2 separate regions of the Arabidopsis thaliana genome follow, and region 1 is linked to region 2. Evidence: chromatin contacts called from public capture Hi-C data. All regions are on one chromosome and are shown on one strand. The core of a region is the stretch at or near the end of the contact, and the rest is flanking DNA. Distances in the headings are between cores, read along the strand shown.

Evidence for each region. Capture Hi-C pulls out chosen DNA fragments and counts their contacts.
Region 1: a capture Hi-C map of shoot shows a contact between it and region 2, with 3 times the contacts expected there. A contact is called at or near these places in 8 of 26 Hi-C or Micro-C datasets (rosette leaf, seedling and shoot) and 3 of 3 other capture datasets (root, seedling and shoot).

The regions. Positions count from the first base shown.
Region 1 is chr3:10,704,659-10,711,108 of TAIR10.1, reverse strand. AT3G28560 (BCS1 AAA-type ATPase) reads right to left here and starts at 4,013. Exons shown (of 1, transcript NM_113776.3): 1 at 2,518-4,013. The coding sequence starts at 3,506. The coding sequence ends at 2,733. MIR5997 (a microRNA gene) reads right to left here and starts at 4,344; the gene lies at 4,201-4,344. It overlaps AT3G28570 (P-loop containing nucleoside triphosphate hydrolases superfamily protein), which reads right to left and starts at 704. Exons shown (of 1, transcript NM_001338960.1): 1 at 1-704. The coding sequence starts at 596.
Region 2 is chr3:10,660,314-10,666,393 of TAIR10.1, reverse strand. AT3G28430 (CLEC16A-like protein) reads left to right here and starts at 3,622. Exons shown (of 21, transcript NM_113763.3): 1 at 3,622-4,042; 2 at 4,414-4,465; 3 at 4,539-4,615; 4 at 4,696-4,829; 5 at 4,916-5,012; 6 at 5,093-5,150; 7 at 5,242-5,350; 8 at 5,451-5,574; 9 at 5,727-5,913; 10 at 6,066-6,080. The coding sequence starts at 3,990.

The DNA.
Region 1 (6,450 bases), core at 2,764-5,263, 44 kb before region 2:
CAAGTCCAAAGACCTTTCATACTTGTTTTCCAATTCAAACTCGGATTATTCATCAACACCATCACTTTCTTCTTCCTCGCCTTAATCGATTTCCCTTCTTCAACAACGTAGCGTAAGTAAGAACCAGTCACAACATCCCAATTACTTCTATGAAAAGTAAGCCTACAGATTTTCTTCCCTTTAACACATCTAAAGATCTCCCACCACATCTTCACACCTTCATACTCCTCTTCTATCTTAACATCGTCTCGTTTCAAATCCAAAGACATGTTCTCTTTAACCTGATTCCCTTTGAGATTCTTCACTTCAGAGTTAACTTTTGCACCAAGGTAGGTCTTCACAGCTGCAAAAGCGTAGTTGTATCTATACCCTTCGATTTCACGGAATCTGATGTAAGCGTAAGGTGAGAAGAATTCGAGGATCTTGTCTGAGAGCCTCTTGAAAATTGGTATTCGTTGGATTGCATTGAAGAGAAGTTGCTGAATCTGTCGAGGGAAGTATCTCTTGAGAGTTGACCAGACGAAGAACAGACCCGCCACGTTTGATCCAATCCTCGTTAGGTTTTCTGCAAACATCGGCTTCACGATCGATCTCATTAAGATTTCAATAACTGGTTTCTTGTTTTTAATGGATATGAAGATTCGACCAAAAGAAAAAGAATATGAAGGGTTTTTGATCTTCTCTCGATTTGGTTTTAGGTCATAATCTTTGTTCTTGTTGTGGCGATCTCTCTCTGTTTCTTTATGTAGTTGTCTTCGTAGTGATTGATGATGTGGAAGTTTCTTTTTGTTTTTGCTCTTTAGTTATTTTGTATTATTCATTTACATATTCCTTTTAGAAATAGGACATTTGCATTATTACTTAGTATTAGTGTAATATACTGTAATTAACGAAATCTTCTTCCATTTTCCTTAATTTAGAAAGAATTTTCACACTTTCTTTTTTATTTAATGGAAATTTCTCAATTTTTTTAATTTCTTCTAAAACTAGAAATCTTCAAATTTCTATTTTTCCTTGATAACCAAGTTTTCTATAATAAAAAAAGTATACTGGTGTAAATTTCATGTCCTTTTCAGCTTCTTGGGATTTGACTGAAAATATAATTCAAAGATTTTGATATATTTGCTTTAATAATAGAGATGATACTATGGGCTTTGATCTTTGAAGTTACGTCATATAGGGGTATGGGGACCAATTTCTGGCTAAAGAAAATTAAGTTGCATTGTAAATTGTTCCAACATTTCAAATAATCAGTTAATATATACATATATATATATATAACTTTATCCTAGATCAATTTATATCCATCACACAAATATAACTATGTAACCTAAAAAATCACACCAAATTTATAATATTTTTTAAAAAAATTCTTATGAACACACTTGCACTAAATATCTTTACTCCTGATCATAACTTCATGAGATTAGAAATCTTTGTCAGCAGTGGAGTGGAGATGATTTTGAACAGGAAGAAAGAAGTACTTTGTTGTCACACCAAAAACAGTCCTTTGTGATAGGACTGAGAAGATGATTTCTTGTGGGACAAGTTACCAATACCATCTTTCATATCTTCAAAGATTCGCCTCAAAAGAATCTTTTGGTGATCCATTTCATGTCCATACGTTTATTAATTGGTATTTCTTTTCTATTATATAAGGACAAGAAAATACATAATATACAACAAGACTAGTATAGTAGTCTAGTATGGGATAAGTCGTATTACCATAAGTTATTGAGTAGTTGTTGTTCGTATTTACTCTGGTTTCTATTCGTTACTAAGAAAGTAATTTGAACTGAAAAATCCTTAAAATGTTACATTAGTTTTTTTAATAAATTCATGAAATTCATTTCGAGTCATGGACATTGAACAATACACAAACTAAAGGAAGATTTTATAGTACTCACACTTCTTTAAGATTGTAGCTATACTAGATTTTAACCCGCGGTGTACCGCGGGAACAATTTATTTTTTAAAGTTAGTATATATAAAAGTTTACAAATTGTATCTATCTATAAAATATTTTTATTTTATAGTTTACAAATGTTATTAAATAACGTCCTGCCAAACCCGTCCCGTAAAAAAACCCATTTATTTTATTAATGTTGATCTTATTTATGATATGTTTATGAATCATTGTCTAAATATTTTGTAATTTTGTAGTAATTAAATGCTATCAAATTATATCTCTACGCTTTGATGATTATAATCGAATTGTTATAGTCATGGAGAAAAGCAATATTAAAAATGATAATTTTGTTGTAATTAAATGATATTAAATATTTTGGAAGTTTTATTTTAGTAAATAATCGTGTAGTTAATGTGGAGAGATTTTAGGAAGATTGTTAAATGTCAAATATTTAATTCGAAGATTTTCTTTATAATTATCAAAAACAAACATTAAAATCCAGTGGCAGCCATCGTAAATAAGTCTCAACTACATGATTTATTTCACAAAATGACTGCAAAAATGTATATATAGATGGTTTTAGGAAAAATTAGAGACATTATATATTTGTTACCATTACCAAGAAAAAGCATTTAAAACATGTTCTAAGATAGAACTTAAAATATCCAATTAGCAAATAAACTAAAAACATCAAGAAACATTCCGATCATAATCCTAATTGATCTAGCATCAAGCAAACTCTGATCCTTCTTCGTAGTTTTCTTGTAGTTGAAGAAATGAATCAAACGTCACCGTTTACATCAGCTTCCTTCTGATTATGGCTTCAATTTCTTCTTCTCTGCATTCTCTGCTTTCTTCTTCTTCTTCCAAGCTTCCTTCTCTGCTTTGTTCTTCTCTTCTTCCTCAGTAATCTTCCTCGCTTTCTCCTTCTCTTCTTCCAAGCTTCCTTCTCTGCTTTGTTCTTCTCTGGATCCATAGCGAAAGTCTCCAAAGTTGCAGGATGATCAAAAGAAACGTTGCTCCAGTTTGTTCCTAATCTCCAAGAGATCCACTCATGACTCGAGTTATTAGTGTAAAGCTTCCTTTCTCTCTTCTTCAACCCAATCTCTTTCCCTTCTCTCAAAACATGATCAAGATAAGTCGTTGTGATCATCTCTCTATGCCGACTATGGAAACTCAAAGTCAAGTACCTTCTCTCCGCAAAACCCTTATCACGGTTCGTACTAGACTGATTCTGGTTCTCTCTCACGCTTGAAGACCACTTCACCTTCACACCTTGAAACACATCTTCAACTGTCTCGTGATCATCCAAACTAAGCACCAAAGATTTGCTTTTTTTAGACTCGTTGGCCTTTAATCTGTTTCCAAGAGCTGTTGATTTCGTGGACAAGTAGTTGTGTATGGTGTCAAACGCTTCACTTTTCTCAAGACCTTCTCCAGAATACTCGTTGAACTTTATGTGAACAGAATTCGAAACCCATCCCATCAACTTGTAAATGTATTTCTCAATGTGGACTTGGTTGTACATCGCCCAGAAGAACATAAGGCTCGTCATCGTTGAGCCTGTGAAACCCCAAATCGATCCGGTCTCAAGCATCTTTGTGTTTGCTTGTGCCCCACGAAACTCTCTCTGCTTTCTGTTTCTTATGAGACTTGTCAAGTTTTGCTCTGTTTTGGCTCACATCGCTTCTAAACCACTCACTCTCTATTTATCTTACTCTTGTTTTAATTTTTGAGTGTCTCAAAAATGCCACGAAATTTATTGTTATTTTGATTAAAAAAAAAAATCTTTATAATACAGTGAAATTAGGGTTTGTTCGTATACATATTTTTCGTTCTTGAGTACGAATTTGACTAAAAAGTATTCAAAGATTTTTGTTTATCTGCTCATGAAGATGCTATGAGCTTGAAGCTAGGTGTGGGGACCAAAATGATTCTGAGTTCTGACCACAATTATAGAGCAAGCAGCAAAGTGTGCAGTGTAAAAATAAAGTGGTGATGTAAAAGTTTTGGTACTGAAAATTCATTTATTTTATAGACAGAGAGATTTGTTCCATCAATATTAAACTTGTAAATTTTATAGACAGAGAAATTGGTTATGGAATTACTTCCTTTTTGTTGGTAGAAAATTTAAGAGCCTTTGAAGCTTTAGAAATGGGTATTCAATTATTCATAAAACTTCATGAAGTTGCTGAAGCTTATATGTTCCATAGTCCCTTACTCTTTTTTTTTTTTTTTGGATATCAAGAAAACCATTCGATATAGATTAGACCCATTCTCTAGATCTCAACAGGTTTCCTCCTCCTTCTTTCTATTTAGCTACTTGGTTTCAATTGTTTCAAGCCTAGGTAAGCATATGTAAAAAAGAGACAATTGAAACCAAGTAACTAAATAGGAAGAAGGAGGAACAACCTGTTGAGATCTAGAGAATGGGTCTAATCTATATCGAATGGTTTTGATCTATGCTCCTGCAACATGTTGCTCTCTCTCTTCTGATCTTGTTGGGCCTGTGGTCTTGTTGCAGGTCCTGTCATTTTCCTTTGTTGGGTCTGGCCTTTGGGCTTTGTATTTTTTTTTGTGATTACTGGAAATTTATGAATTAAAAAAGAAAAGCTATCAGAATAATATCAGGACTTACGTGATTGCAAAGGTTTGATGCCTTGCAGTCTTGTATCCAACAACAAGTGAATCAAACGCAGCCGTTTTGTTACACTTTCTTCACTTAGGGTTTCAAAATATTATTTTATAAAATTGATGTAAAAAGATAAATGATTATAAATTGACAATGCTAGGAGAATTAACAAACAAAAATATTTGCAATACTTAGAATGATAAACATTGTTTTTTTGAGTTTTTCAGTTGATAATCTATATTCCGTAAAAAGTGAACGTTATCACTCATTAGTTTATAAAGAAAGAAAGAAAAAACACTTATAACTTTGAGTAAGAAATTATGACAAAATGCAATCAAATATTTTTTTTCTCTTGAAATTGGTTTAGTTCTAACATTCACTCTTTAACAATTAAGACTTCAATTGAAAATGCAATATCCAACTATTTTGCACACACTTCTGTATCCATTTCTTTTGTTATTAATATAAGAACGCATGTGGATTAGAGGATTAAAGGTATTACCTTCACTGTTCCAATCATTTTTATATTTAAATATGATTTCGTTAATAACATAATATCAAACTTGTAGGGTTAGAAAAATAAAATTAACCCTCTATTTTTGGGTGATAAATTAAATATTTATAAATTCGACGTCAATAGATCATTTTTAAATTAGTCCACTTAAATGTATAGTGTGTGATACTTTTTTGGTAATAAGCTTGGTTGACACGTTATCTATTCTCTATTAATAGGTTGTTTTAGCACATAATTTATTTTTGTTAACTAGTTAGTAATTTTTTTGTATTGAGTTTTGAAATTCAAGAAACAAGTACATAGTTTTCTTAATAATTATGGAATGAATTATCAAAGTTGACTTTGATCAGTCCTGTAATTTTTAATTTTAAACCCATGTATTTGCAGTTATAATACTTTCGAATGATTGGTTGTTGCTGGGATGAATTATTAGTCACCAATAATTATTTGAACATGAGGACAGAAAGACAATACATCGGCTCATCGAAGATACGTCGAAAATAAGGTTCCCCAAGAAAAACTCTTACTGTCATTCCCTATGCATGACTTGAGAAATCCGTAGGATATCTGTAACGCTTTTTACCCCAAATCAATTTACCGCAAGTGCACGGTAACAATTGCAGTAGTAATTTAGGATCGAGTTTACAGGAACCAAGCAATGCAATGTGAATAAAGCTAAAATAAACAAGAGTTTTCAATATTCAAGGTGATAAAATAAAATATAACAAAAAGCATTCAATAAACGCAAATCATCAAGGAATTATGAAATAAATTTATATTAATTATGAGAAGCTTTTAGAACCGTTCTTGAATTCAAAACACAATTGTAAAGTTATCCTGGTTTCGTAATAGCAATTATCTAAGTAATGAAATTCCTAACAACTAAAATGTCGTTTGTCAATAAAAATTCAAGTAAGCATTATGCGCAAGTTTGATATGTTGATAAAACACCTTAACGACAACTTTGAAGGCTAAGGAAGTAATGTCCACCTAAAATAGGTCCATGGTTTCAACAACACTTTTTGGTGCCACTGTGAATTCGATTGAAGCTGTGATCAAACTGGCCTAATTCAACCAGATTGAAGTAAAATTTTAGATGAAGATCAATCCTATAGAAGATGAAGTATAATCTTCGGATTCGTTTTTACTAGGTTTATTATATGTATAAGTACAACTAATCTTTTTTAGATATATACTTGTATTTCGGATATTTTCGGCTATCTTCGGATCTTGGGTTCTTCAGGTACAAAGGTTCTAGTACTATTCAAGTATTTTTTTAAATCGGTTTGAGTTCAGTTCGAATATTTTTTGGATCGATTCGGTTCAAATATTCGGTTCAAATTGAGTCTTGAACCACTTTCGAAGAACACTCAGAGCTGAGGCATAACTAGTCCC
Region 2 (6,080 bases), core at 2,373-4,872:
AAATTGAGCAAACTCATGGACTCATAACTCAAAAAACCCAAAAATAAACATATAAAACCCTAAAGTTTTGATAAATATAATAGATCTAAAATTAGAAAATCACATAAATAGAAACAATTAAAAAAACTTTGTTACAACAATTTACGCAGATGATAAAGTTTTACGACCGTCTTTATATTGTTTTGGAAAAAGTCACGGAAACGATTCATATATATTATGGTGAGCTTTTGCAGTAAATCATATGCTTGTTGTGAACCGAGTGGTAGTTAAATTTTTTTTCTGTCAACCATGATGGTAGTTATTTTTATTGGTTAATTTTGATATTTAAGGATTCTTACAATCTTTTTGGAGTGTGATATTTTTATAACAACAAGATGACAATAGCATTAAAACTGGCATGTTTAATTTGATAAAATTATAAAAATTCATTGGATACAAGGAAGACGCTTAAAAGTTTAATTCCATTATCCAAGATATCTCGATAAACGTCATTTATAATTACTAGCTAGAACTTATTCTTCTTAAAACACTAGTTGCAATTATTAGTCCAAATGATATAGTTGGATTACACACTATCTGCAATCATTAGTCCTAATGATATACTCCATCTGTTCCAAGAAATTTAATGTTTTGAATTTTTAATTTATTCCATTAAGATTAATGTTCTGTAAAAGTATCATCATTAATTTAGTTTGTGACCAATAAAAGAATGAGATAAATAATAATAATATTATTAAACTAACAAAATAATAACTAAAAATATAAAATTTACTTTTTCTTAATAGATGTGCAAAACTCAAAACCTCAAATTCAGAGAGAGTATTTGTTACCAATGAAGTGTAGTGGACACGAAGGTGAAATATCTAATTCATAATACATTATGTATACGTCCTTGAGGATGATCTAAGTGGATTAGGAGAGATAAATTTGCATCTCAATGGAGTTTGTGTATGATCTTTCTTTGCTTAGATTCAAAACCTCAACCTCACTTTTTTTTTTCTTTTTTTTTTGACACAGCCTCAACCTCACTTAATATCAACATATCATGAGAAATGTATATGTCTCACAGTCACAGATTAGCCACCCGTAAACGTTTCTAGTGGAAAGAAAATTCGATTTCTGTATTTCGAAAATTAGTTTAGGCATTGGTCTAGATTTCTAGATTTTCCCTAGTTAACAAAAAAAGAAGAAGCATATATTCATATGTATTTCATATACTTAATAGTTAATACTATTATTGCATATGCGTGCGTGTGGTGTTGTCACCGTAGACCTTTTGTTAGAGCAAATGGGGTTTAGCCGGTTAGGTATGTATGGGTTTGGTATGGTCAAATATGCACTTTTATATAGGAATATTCATGACAAAGTTTAAATAGTTTTTAACTAACCTAACCTATATACGAACACAACTACAATGAAAATGATAGAACCACCATATATTTTGATGTGAATATACCTTAGCATAATCATCTTTCACCCTAGTGGCCTTCGTTTTTCAACAAACGAAAATTTATACTAATGGATTGTGGCTATTACTTAAGTGACATTTTTTATAGATGCACTCAAAAAGTTATAGATTATTCTATTGTAATCACTTTGGTGATAAATGAAATTAGTTACTAATTTAGTATTATTTTAATAAAATATTTATTTGTATACTAAACTACAACAATAGATATATTTTTATTTGGTGGAATCCTTGGTTCTCTTGGTAATTATCTTGGATTCCAAAGTCCAACACTTACCGGTTTAATTTGACTATGTTTTAACCTTTTACTGATAAGTTGCTCTTGGCAATCACAAAATGGGCTTTGCCTTTGGTCGTTTTGGCAAAGATATTCCTTCTGGCTCAAATCAAATATAGAATAACAAAAGACTTATCTGTCTTTTGTGCTCGTATGGTTTGACATAAAAAAATTTTGTTTTAAGGAAAGCTTTTTGTTCCATTGTTGAATTCGAGAGATATAAAAGATTTTTGTTCCATTGTTGAGAAGTGGAGATTGATTTCTAGATTGTGGGAAGGTTGCGGTTCTTCTCGAAAAGGCAAAAACTTTCTCTTGTAAAATCGTTTTTTATTTTAATTTTGTTTAAAATTAAAAATTTTAAAAATCTAGAAGATAAAAATTTGGGACTTAAACCACGCATTCGATGGAATGGGTTTCAATTTTTGTAGAATTAACTTGTAATTTATTAGATAAAATGCTACAAATCAAAAGTTTTGAAATTCAGTACGTCAGATTAGATGTATCGTGGTGAGAAATAATACATGAAATACTTAACTAAAACAAGCTTAACAAGAAAACTTCATGATGTGAAATACAATGGTCAAAACTTCATAACATTTTTAGTCATGCCTTTATAAACTTTTGTATTGTTTTGTTTGATGTTGGCACACAATTGTGGGAGAATCTCAAGAAGAAATAATTCGTTACTTTACTAGGAAATAAACAAATAGAGTGGTCTTCTTTATACTACTAGCTAGTTTAAATCTAAGTAAACGTTTTTGATAGAGTTCTGAGTCATTCCAATCATTTTTTTGCCATTTGTAAATATTATAAGGGAAATTTGCAAGTATAACCTAAAAAAATTTAATAATTTGGAAACTAACACTTCAAAAACCATAAGGTGATATTGTGTATATTATATGTAATAAATACAATTATATCCTCTTCTTCTTCTTTCTTCTGCATGAACATCTTCTCTCTTCTTTCTTCTTTTCTTCCACAACCACCACAACCACCACTACTTTTAAAGCCATTATCGCCGGAAAATCGTATCCGAAGCCACCATCGCCGGAAAATCGTCACCGGAGTCATCATCACCGGAAAATCGTCACCGAAGCTATCATCACCATTGTACTATTCTATTTTGCTGCTAGATTTTTGAAAATTGAAACTTGAGATGATTTCATTTCGTTTAATGATTTTTGTTTGGGTTCCATGTATAGTATCTTAGGGTTTAGTTTTCTTAAATCAATATATATTTGTAATTATCTTTTCGTCACCGGCACCGCCATTGTAGTCACCATCGCCACTGACACCGCCATTGTTGCCGTCACCATCACCACCGGTACCGCCACTGTTGTCGTCACCATCGCCACCGGCACCGCCACTGTTGTCTTACTATCGCCATCGGCACCGTCGCTGTTATCATCACTATTACCATCGGCACCGCCACTGTTGTCGTCACCATCACCATCGGTACTGTCATTGTTACTATTACCATCATCGCCATCTTCGCCACCATCACGCTAGCCAACACTTTTCTCTTTTATTTATGTCCATAAACCGAAAAGAGTGTCAAGGATCACGTCACTCTTCTTCTCTTTTCACGCGCGTGTTCTCATGTTTTAATGAGGAGTTACTTAACTTTTCATCCCTCTCTAGTGTTATTTACTTAGTTTTATATATTAAAATGCTATATTCTTAAATAAATTATCAAACATGGTCATTTCTGCAAATCACCAATGTTATAATGACAACAAACAATTTAGTTTTGTAAATAATAATGTGTATGACGTGGCAGTTGTGAGTCATTGATTATCGAGAAGCCTCTTCTCTAGTCAGAGGGTCCAACGTGAAAAATAAATGTTCCCCTTAAATTAAATTAAATGCGAAAGACGGATCTTTCAATTGAAGATTCTTTCTTTGAATTCGAGATTGAACCCGACCCGGATCCGAATCCGAATCCAAATCCAACGCCAGCTCTCAACCCACATCGGTGCTTCAATTCGCAATTGCCGTCATCAATCTCTGTTGTTTTACCGGAAGAAACATCTAAACAATCATTCGAAAAATTCGAACTTTTTATTCCCCTCGATATACGATTTGATTTTGTATGATTTTGATCCCTGGATCAGAGATTTCGTCAGAGTTTGTGGAATTTGGTTTAATCGACGAGAAGCAATAATGGAAATTGGGTTTTCTCGAGAGTGAAGGATGATCCAGAGAAGAAGACTGGAACTTTCCAAAGGATTGATTTAAACAATCATGTGGCTTTCCTTCTTAAGACCCAGAGATCGATTCTCCTTAGCCGAACTCAGGTTTCTTTGATCGCCTTTGGTTTTACAACAAGTTTCAGTTTTTTTTTCCGATTTATCTCTCTTTTGGTTCATTTGAATTGTGGCTGAGATTATCCTTTGATTGTGGGGGAAAAATGTTTCTTTTAAGGGTGTTTGTTGAATTGGTAGTTTGCAAGTAGTTTGCTAGGGTTGATGATTTGAGTGGTGCCATTGTAGGGAAACTATATAAGTTCATCTTCCCTAGTCTCAGGGGTCAAAGGGACTATGTTGACCATTGTAGGAGAATGATTTGTTCTCAGAAAGTTCATTGTGATCGTAGTGTTACGACATTAGTTGTTATACCAGATGATGATGAAACATAGTAAGTGTTGAAAGTTTTGGTTTTTATATAGGTATTTGACTGACCAGCTGAGAAAGATTCAGATAGTAAACGAGGCTAATAAGGTTAGTGGACATTGTCTTGGCATTGTTGTTTTGTTAGGCTTTGATGTCTGTTTACCGGGTGTCATTTTTGAAGGATCTCGTTATCGAGGCACTGAGATCGATTGCGGAGATATTAACTTATGGGGATCAGCATGACCCCTTATTCTTTGAGTGAGTCTTTTTTGCTAATTATCAGTCAGCCACCTTTGGATTTTTCTTTTGGCATTTGTTAATATTTGCGATTGTTGCAGATTTTTTATGGAGAAACAAGTAATGGGAGAGTTTGTACGTATTTTGAGGGTTAGCAAGACAGTAACAGTTTCTGTCCAGTTGTTGCAAACCATGAGTATAATGATCCAAAACCTAAAAAGTGAACAAGCCATCTGTGAGTTTATCAGATGCAGTATATTTTTCTATGAGAATTCTCATGATTATAGTCTATTGATGATTTTCTTTTGAAACTCCTTGCAGATTACTTGTTCAGTAACGAATATGTAAACTATTTGATAACATATACATTTGACTTCCAACACGAAGAGCTTCTATCTTACTACATATCCTTCTTAAGGTAAATTTTCCGGCTGATATCTTGGCTTCAGGAAGTACTTACCGATTGTGTCTTTTAACTGTTTTGTTTGTTTTATGTAGAGCTGTTAGTGGGAAGCTGAACAAGCATACAATATCGTTGCTTTTGAAGACCGAGAACGTGAGTATTCTTGTTGTTTCATGTTCCTTTAACTTTTATATTCCTTTATGGATTTTTCTGCCTTATTTTAATTCTGCGTTTCTGCGTCTAGGATGTAGTAGTTTCTTTCCCCCTTTATGTCGAAGGCATACAATTTGCATTTCATGAAGAGAACATGATACGCACTGCAGTTCGTGCCCTGACTCTTAATGTATATCACGGTCAGTCACTTCTAATAGTTCTTTAGATTTGTCACTTGTATGATAAAAGTAATCAGAACCTTTAGCAACATTTCTGATGCCTTTAATTTGTTTTTTGCAGTTGGCGATGAATCTGTGAATGATTATGTAGTTAGTCCACCGCACACCGAGTACTTTTCAAAATTAATTTCATTTTTCCAAAAGCAATGCATGGATCTAAGTGCAATGGTCTTGAACACTCTAAAGTAAGATTCAGTGCAATTTCATTTCCCAGGGAAATAGCTTGTAAAATTGATAATAAGTTATCACAACCCCTTTTCATCTACCTACTTATTTTGTTTGTGTATGATTTGGATAAATTGTATTCTGAAAGATTTTCATTTAATCTTTGCTACAGAAGCCCATCTCCGGATTCAGGTGGAAAATTGTTTTCTGCCGTTGATGGGATTGAGGACACCTTGTACTACTTTAGTGATGTTATCTCTGCTGGCATACCTGATATCGGGAGGCTGATAACAGATCACATTCTGCAGCATCTAACTCTCCCACTTCTTCTCCCGTCTTTATGCTCCGAGGCTGTAAATGTACCAAATATCACCTTTTCCTCTTAATTTTATTTTCAGGGTTGACTTATTTGTTCCTTTGGGATTTTGTTTTTTTTACCCTTGTTAGGTTTGACTTTTTGCCAGAGTTCTATTTTTAGTTCACTAAAGTATTGATTTTGTGGTTATTTCAGGACATATCAGTTGAT